Linked DNA regions of Mus musculus: all the other regions are linked to region 1. The links are chromatin contacts, called in public Hi-C maps. All regions are on one chromosome and are shown on one strand. Each heading gives the region's core, a stretch centred on a gene start, on an enhancer-like site or on the middle of the called end of the contact. The rest is flanking DNA. Distances are from core to core; before and after follow the strand shown. Region 1 holds the start of Ntm (neurotrimin). Region 2 has its middle 82 kb from the start of Gm15521. Region 3 overlaps Ntm (neurotrimin).

Region 1 (2,700 bases), core at 63-2,562:
CAGAAGTGTCTGGGCAACTACAAAGCTAGAAAAGCTAGCTTACTCATCTTCTTTTGCCATTTTTGAGTTTGGTTAACACATTCCACAGCTGACCTCTACCCACCCCTCCACTGTAGTAGTGTGAGGGGGAGATTGTGGGACAGGTGCACGTGTGGATCCTTACATACTATCTACATGGAAACGGCTGGTGTGACTCCATAGCGTCAATGTTCATTGGTACCAGCACCTCTGAGGTTAATAATGGTTCTGTAGTAATGTTTTCTTCGTATCTGGTGTTGGATGGCTTTGGGGAAGCACTCCCCCCCACCCACTTTTATTTCATAGACTTTTTAAAAAAAATAGTGCCCCAACTGAATGCAAGAGAAAGTCTAGGGAAATAAACAGAACCAGTGTACCCCCATTCCTTTCCCAGTAACAATTCAGGACAGTATTGGGAGCTCAGGACTGGAAATTCCAGGGAAGGGAGCCTATTGGCGTTACCCACACTGTTCTAACGGATCTACCCTGTTCCCTGTACAGGGACCAGGCATGGTCCATCAGAGTTAGTGTGAAGGGAGAAACATGATGTAGGCACAGAGGAACCAGCAGCAGACAGAGAGAAGTCACAGAAGCTCAGGCATATCCAGTCTTTCTTTGGGCTTCAAAGATTTAAAGAAAGCCACGCCTCTTGGAGATGAAATCAGGTACGCCAGAGTGTGAACCCAGAACCCAGAGAATCTTCTTTATAAACAAGGCTGTGGCTTACACTGGCCCATGCCTGTGTACCTTTTACCCAGTTAGCATTCTCAGTGTCTGGGGTGAGGTTGGGGAATTGAAAAAAGGCTGTGTTGAACTTGACCAACATTTTAAAGGGATTTTGCTCACTCCATCAACCAAGGTCCTTCTGGAATTTCCACATTTATATTTTACGTGGACTATCTCTTAGAATGGCTGTGTTGAGTCTGCGGGGTTTTAAGAGGGTGGGTGTAGTGCAAAGGGTGGTGTAACATTGAATAAAAATGAGATTATTTAAAGCATCTTCCTAACGTTGTAAATGTACTCTCAATGCTGATAGAATTAATTTGACCATTTTAAAGGTGCACATATGCATGCTGCAGGCTCTTCTCTTCCTAGTTAGTTTGTGACCCTTATTAAGATGTCTAGGGTTATTAAGACCTCACAGTAACTTTGTCTTCTTAATTGCGAAGAGCTAGCTCTTCAAATCCGGAAATGGTTAAAACGGTGGCCAGAGGTGGTACACCGCCCTGCCCTGGCCCGGCGCGGCGGGGGTTAAGGTGGGCGCCCGCGCCCCGCACCCGCCAGGATGAGCGCACAGTCCGTGCCTCCCGCCAGCCGGATCGCTTGGAGTCGGCAAGGAGAGAAAGTGGCGGTCAGGGATGGAGCTGCTGCCATGACAACCCCGGCGGTCGGGGCCCGCGCGCGTCGGGGCTGCTCCCGGGAGGAAGGCAGCGCGGAGGCCGGGGGCGGCCGCTGAGCGTGGCGTCCGCGGCTCCGGTGGTGCCGACTGCGCTTCGTCTTCTGCAGCGAGCCAGAGAGCGGGCTAGGGACCGCTGCGGTCCGCCCCTGCCGCGCCGCTCCAACCTTGCTGCTGCGCTGCAGAGACAGCCCAAGCTGCAGCGCGAATCTGGGCTCTGAGCAAGTTGACCGTGGCTCTGCGGCAGGATTCCCGAGTCCGGATTGCAGGAAGCCGGCTTAGCAGGCGCCTCCTTGCTCCCTCCGTGCCGCCTCTTGCGTGCTCTACTTTCCATCTGCTATTGTTCCAGATTGTTTCTGGCGCCGAGCCTTGCTCTGAAACTTAAGAAAGTGCTGGATTTCCTCTCGTTCGACTGAGGAATCGTAGACCACATCTGGGTAGCTGGATTCAACCCAGCCACAACCCCGTTGGATACCAAAGTGCTTACTCCTGTCCAAAGTGCCATGCCTGAACTGCTACGGGGAAGAGGCAGCTTCTGAGACCCGCACCTGTGCGCCTGCTTGCCTGCCTTGCGCTTCTCCTTCCTGGCCACCTTCCTGGCTACAGGCAGCACGGAGAAAGTCCGCCTCGGATGTGTGTGGAAACTGGTTCTCGGAGGCTGCGAGCTGAGGCTGGATTTAGGGGAGGAATATTAGACTTGGAGGAGTCTGCGCGCTTTTCTCCTCCCAGTGCATCGCGCGGTCGCCGCTAGTTCATCGCTGGGTCCCCGCGCTCACTCCCCACCCCACCCACTTCCTGTGCTCGCCCGGGGGGCGTGTGCGTGCCACTACCGGAGTTCTGGGAAGTTGTGGCTGTCGAGAATGGGGGTCTGTGGGTACCTGTTCCTGCCCTGGAAGTGCCTCGTGGTCGTGTCTCTCAGGCTGCTATTCCTTGTACCCACAGGAGTGCCGGTGCGTAGCGGAGATGCCACCTTTCCCAAAGCTATGGACAACGTGACGGTCAGGCAGGGGGAGAGCGCCACCCTCAGGTAGGGAACTGCCACTCTACTAAATGATGATTTGTTTCGGCTGGGGCAAAGGGGCAGGGGTGCGGGTGTGTGCTCTGGAGCAAGCCAGGGCTAGTGGAGAGATCCCTAGCTTGCTGCGCTGCACAATTCCTGGATGAGCTAACTGCTCTACCAAGGAATGTGGCAACCTCAGGGTAATGCTAGGGGAGAGCTGTGCTTTCCAAACCTGGCTCCTTTGACCCAAGGGTTTGTTAAAGGTGAGGGATAGCTGTCTTATTTT
Region 2 (2,961 bases), core at 338-2,837, 140 kb before region 1:
CAAAACCTGAAATGCCTGAAGTACAAAATTCATTTAACAAAACTCACCTACTGCACATCATAGTTTGGTCTAGCTTAACTTAACGTGCTTAGAACATTTATACTGGTTACAGCTGGACAAAACCTTGTCAGGCAAAGCCCATCCTAGAATAAAGAGTTGAGTGGCTGGTATAATTTATATGATACAGTACCCTATGGAATGTTGCTTGTATCCCCTCATGGTGGTGTAGCTGGCTGGGAGTTGTAGCTACTGCCTTTGCTTGCTGTCACAAGACAGAATTATGCTGCGCATTGCTAGCTTGGGGAAGAGAGAAAATTCAAAACCTGAAGTATGGCTTCCACTGAATGCATATTGCCCCCACAAGATAACCAGCTTCCCAATGCTTAGGTTCCTTGTATGAACGACACTGATCAACCCTTCTACTTTAAATCATTTCTGGGTGGCTAACAACACCTAATGCAATGCAAACATTATATAAAGAATTTTTAGGTTGTATTGTTTATGAAGCCATAGCAAGAAACACCTGTATGTTTGCAATATAGACACTTTTTTTTTTCAGATTACTTTTAGTCTTCAGGTAGCTGAATATACAGGTCTATACGTGGGTTCCATAGATGTGGAGTGAAAAGTGTATTTGGTTGTAGGATTTCCACTTTATCAACAACAGAGTGGATTCATCCTTTAAAAATAAAAGGAAACCCTGCAGGGGACGAAAATCATTGGGATTGGTAATTTTTCTTGCCAGTCTTTGAAGCTGACCTGTGCAATATTTTGTTTTGCCACACAAGGACATGGGTACTGACAGGCAGATGTGGTCGTGGGAGGGGGGTTCAGGGGCATTGAGCTGATCATCACAGAAGGAGGACGCCTAAGTCCTGGCAAAGCCAAAGCCTGAGCAGAGGCAAAAATTAAATTAAATTAAATTAAATTAAATAAAGTAAGATAAATAAGTGATGATGACATGGGATTTAAGTAACAAAATGAGACAGAGATTAAAACACTTAGAACACAGCAGAATTCTTAAAGCAGGAGGTTGATCCTTCCATCATACCCAGGAAAGAAAGTTTTGTAATTGGACCATAGCATGTAAGAGTTCGAGGAAGTCACACAGCATCCGTAACGCCTCTTAACAGAGAGGAGGCATGCCAGCAAGGGTAGTGTGTTCCTGGAGCAGAACTCAAGACATACATACTTGCTGTGAGGATGACTCTCTTCTAGCAAGAAGGCAAAAGGTGCCTTGCAGAAAATCTTACAAAACAGCAGAGGCACCTCCTGAAGGCTCTGTGCTCCTAATCAAGGTGGCAATGAGGAGAAACGATATTGTCAATTTGGGTCAAACATTTATAGCACTTTTTTTTTCATGTGAAAATCTAATTTTACACCATTATTTTAGGAATGGGAGAATATAAAAGAAAAATAATTGTGAATATCACTTTTAACCAGTCTTATTAAAACCTATCTGCTGCGTTCTGAGAGTCACTGGCTAACTCTGGGATTCAGACAATTAATGACTGAGCTCTCTAACAGGTACCTGTAGTGCAGGCATCCTACGTGGCTGTGATGGCCATATGCTTGAGACAGCAGATGGGGATGGGATGTCATTCTGCTGCGAACGGTGAGGAGCCAGACAGAAGGCTAGCTCAGTGCCGAACAGGTGCAGACAGCGGGGCGTCTTTCAGGTAGAGCCAGCATTTTCTTCAGGGAAGCACTTTCTACCTTCTAAATTATTTCAGCCAGTGTTTGCTTAAGAGCACGAAGTTATTCACAGCCTGCAAATGAAAGACTTCAGCTTGAATCTTATTTAATTTCTTGGTACTAGAGATTAAAGCTAGGGTGTCATGCACGGGAGCCAAACTGTAGCACTGATCGACAGCCCCAGCTCCAAGCCTGAGAACTTTAGGACAACCTTATAGCTGGCTACTGTGTGTATTTGTGACCACACTGAGTGATGGCTGAGTGTTAGACTTTACCTTGATATTCATACATAGATGATTCAGCTGCCAAGGCACGACAGCGGTGAACAGGTTATTGCTGTATTACGCATGTCTCCCTGGAGGTATAAGAGTGAAGCCTGGTTCTCAGACGCACGTCTTAGATGTGTGATGTTGAAGAGGACTTTGGGACCCTAGTCACACCCTACTCTCGCTCTCCGTTTTTTCTGCCACGAGACAAGTGGCTCTGCTCTATATTGAGCTTCCACTACAGGATCTGTTGCCTGATTACAAACACAAGAGTTGGGCCAACCAGTCATGTGCTAAAAACTTCCAATCTGGGAGCCAAGATAAAATGCTCCTCAGCGTGAGTCTACTTATTGAAGGCTTTTACATTTTGCCTTTATGTATTTCTTGGAGCACAGGGGGCATCCACATACCGTAGTGCACTGTGGAGTTAAGAGGACAGCTTGCGGGACTTCATTATCTCCTTCCACTATGTGGGTCCTAGGGGCTTGAATTCAGGCTTGACTACGAGCATCTCATTGGCCCCACCCCACTTTTTCGAGCATTTTAAAAAGTAGTAGAAAGCAAGACTGCTAGTGTATGCTTAGTGTGATTATACTCATGAGTGCCTTACAGAGGCAGTGTTTGCCTTTGTGTTCAAAGTGGTGAGATGCTAGAGTCCAGATTCTTCTAAAAACAAACAAACAAACAAACAAACAAACAAACAAGCAGGACTAAAATGTAATGTCTTTTAATGGCAAATGTACAGGACCAGCACAGACATATGTAGGACAACTTAGAAAAGCATAGTGAATGGAAGAATCTATTGTGTGCTAACTGAAGTGAATCAGCGAATCAGGGTGATAGCAGGTTAGTGTTAAGCACTGTCTCATGACCGAGCTCCCAGCCAAGATGAAGTATGAACGAACTGAGAAGGTAGGAAGTTACAAAGCCACAAACTTTTAGACAGAGCATGCTATCTAAATATGAAAAGAGAGCTAAGTGCCATGTTCAAGCCTAGGTC
Region 3 (2,855 bases), core at 133-2,632, 170 kb after region 1:
TTATGGAAACAGCTATACCATGTTCTCAGCAACTACCCTGCTTGCTAAATATGTCTTTTCTTTATCTGTGACTTTTGTTTGATTCAAGCAGATGAGCAGTCTACAAATTGTTTTCTGAAAATGGAAAAATAGTAGATATTTTAGGATGTATTGTATGTTGAACCAGTGTTGCTCTGTCCTGGAAGTCGAGATACAGTGGTAGAGAAATTGAAGTCAAAATGAATGTCTGGGGCTCCCCACCACCCTAACATATTTGCTTACTGAAACAGCGAATATGTGGGATTTGGACCAGGTACCAGATTTACTGCTCATGGAGAGTGCCAACATTGGAGAAAAAAAAATCAAGATTTCTGTCACCACATGCCCAGTTCTACTACTATGCCAATAAAAGACCTGATGGAGGACATGCAAACCAGTGTTCATTATCTACACCTTATCCAAACACTACTAAAATTCTACTCATTGTCATCATCCAATTTTATGGACTTGATAACTCATGCAAATCCACAGGAAGAACTGGTCTCAACCCTTCAGATAGAGACCACAGAGGCAGAATTCTATTTACTTATGAGATGCACTATTATTCTGCCCAGTGATGGACTTGAGTGATGAAGCATTTTCACCTCCTCATCAACCGCAGTAAAATTCTCATTTTACAGAGAACATGGAGACCATAAGAGACCAAATCTTTTCCTCGGCTCCATCTGGCTAAAAAGTGACTGAGATAGGAGTTAAGCCTGGGTCTATGGCTCCCCAGTCAGAACCCTGTGCCTTTGCCAAAGCCTCTAAGTTTATTGCTCACCTGAAAACAGATCATACAAAAGAAAACTATAATCACAACAAAAGAAAACCCTCAGCCATAGCTCACGATATTCACAGACTCTTTGACAGTGGTTATTGATGTTGGTCAGTTTCCTATTCTAAGATAGAGTGAGGACCTGATCAAACCATAAGTAGTAACAATAATCTGTGACTATGTACAAACGCCAGAAGATATAGTTTCTTGCCACATGTGAAGGAACCTCTGGATACCACCCCCTACCAATACCACCCACACAAGCCAAAAAAAATTATTTTATTTACCTAACAATCCCACTTTACTCTCTCTTGTTGCCCTGCCCATGTACACTGTGATTCTTGCAGAGTCTACCCTGCCCTGCCCATGCAGACTCCAAAACAATGCTATGTTGTCTGGTGATGATAGCTAGCTCCGGCCCCCAGAACCTGACATGCCCATCCGTGTGCTTTGCATCCCACACTCAGCATTTGGATGGCAGGTGGCAGGTAGCGCAGCCCACGTAGAGCTTCCCAGGCCACTGCACACCACATGCTTCGCAGTGAGTATCTGGGTGAGTGCCACTGGATGACCTGAGCAGTAGGCTCCGGCCATTTCAGAAAATGAACTGCTTCTCCCAGCACACAAATATCTTGCTAATTAGCAATTAGCTATTAAGGGAAAAGAAAGGACTAGGAACTGGGGATCTGAAATAGTCTCCTAAGAGATGGGGGAAGGGGGAGAAGTACCCAGCAGCACTTAATGGAAGCCAGATAGAAAGTGGCTTCATTTGGGTCCAATGTCTCAAGCCGTTTTCCTAAATGTTTGAGATTCAGTAGAGGACCCAAGTGCATTCTGCCAAGTGCTTTTCCCTTTAATTTTTAAATGCATTCAAATTTCAAGGGGAATTTAATCCGTATGTTTCTGGTTCTTTTACACTTAACTCATCAAAATGTTGTTCTTTAAGAGCTGTTTGATCTGTAAGGCTTATGAGCCTTTGTTATAAGCCTTTTCAAAACCTCTTTCCCTTTTTTGAATCAGCAAATGGAATTGTGCCAATTCTGAATGGGATTTGAATAAAGAAAAGTCCAACTTTAGGATTAGATGTAGAACCTCAAGGGTATTGGAGCTGGCTTTGCAGAAGGGCACTTGACCCTTGCATGAGAGTCAGGCTACCCACATCACAGGGTCCTAGCATAGGAAATGAGGTATTAAGAGGCAGCCCAGAGACAACACTGATGCTATTCAGAGGCACACTCTTTAGTGAACCAGAAAACCTTAGCATTAGCTGCTGGCCAGCTCCCCTTGTCCAGAGATAGCAGTGACAATAGCCAATACTCATGGATAATAGCTATGCCATCCAGGGCTCTCGTTGGTTCTTTTTGTGTGTCTTCTTTCTGAATCCACATCAGAACTTTGAGGTAATAAAGCACATATAGGAGTTTATGATCTGGAATCAGTGGATCTGTGTTTGAATCTGACAACCATCATTTATAAACCCTAGCTTATGAGTGAAGCTCTTTAATATCCCTTGGATTGTGCTTCCAATTGATGTTACCACCAGTTACTTGGTTGCTTGGGTGCTTGGGTGCTTGGGTGTTTGGGTGCTTGGTTGTTTGATTGCTGCTGCTGCTGACTGTTGGTGAGATGAAGAAGTCACTGTCTAATGATGTAGCCATTTGTATTCACTATAATTATAAAAATAGACTTTTCTACCTGTTTTATCAATTATACCTACAAGTTCTGAAATATTTTCCCCTACCACCTTTCCCACATAATAGATCTTCACAAACTTGAAAACGGTTATGAATGTCTTCTCTTTTCCAAGATTAATTTCAAATTCCTCATAGGCCTGGTTCCTGACCTTTGCTGCCCTGGCTCTGGTTCCCCCTGAACACATTAAAACTGAGCGTGATGCCCTAGACTGTTTTAGATGAGCTCTAAGGAGCACAAAGCACACTGCCTTCTGTTTTCTACTTTATGTCTCTATTAACATGGTCAGGCATCCCACCTACTTTTATGCAACACTGTGAGAGCTTTTCATTCACCTGTGATTAATTCCAGGTAATGTAAAATCATA

The links. Hi-C and Micro-C count contacts between places; a contact is called where the count stands out from the background.
Region 2: a contact with region 1 is called in a Hi-C map of cerebellum, with 4 times the contacts expected there. The contact joins the enhancer-like site here to the promoter of Ntm in region 1. A contact is called at or near these places in 3 of 484 Hi-C or Micro-C datasets (cerebellar granule neurons, cerebellum and nephron progenitors).
Region 3: a contact with region 1 is called in a Hi-C map of cerebral cortex, with 1.8 times the contacts expected there. The contact joins the enhancer-like site here to the promoter of Ntm in region 1. A contact is called at or near these places in 13 of 484 Hi-C or Micro-C datasets (the HL-1 cell line, Sertoli cells, brain and 7 more) and 2 of 115 datasets of contacts at active chromatin or transcription factors (embryonic forebrain and embryonic midbrain).

Annotation. Positions count from the first base shown.
Region 1 is chr9:29,411,297-29,413,996 of GRCm38.p6, reverse strand. Ntm (neurotrimin) reads left to right here and starts at 1,312. Exons shown (of 7, transcript NM_001357602.1): 1 at 1,312-2,441. The coding sequence starts at 2,275.
Region 2 is chr9:29,549,422-29,552,382 of GRCm38.p6, reverse strand. It overlaps a transcript of Ntm not described here. Among named protein-coding and RNA genes, the nearest start is that of Gm15521, 82 kb to the left of the region's middle. Within about 2 kb of position 1,587, at least 6 of the 459 cell types and tissues checked have an H3K27ac peak or open chromatin away from gene starts, as enhancers often do. A contact at or near this core is called in cerebellar granule neurons and cerebellum, where this site is marked.
Region 3 is chr9:29,241,663-29,244,517 of GRCm38.p6, reverse strand. All of the region lies in intron 1 of Ntm (neurotrimin), which reads left to right. Among named protein-coding and RNA genes, the nearest start is that of Ntm, 170 kb to the left of the region's middle. Within about 2 kb of position 1,382, at least 3 of the 459 cell types and tissues checked have an H3K27ac peak or open chromatin away from gene starts, as enhancers often do. A contact at or near this core is called in cerebellar granule neurons and cerebral cortex, where this site is marked.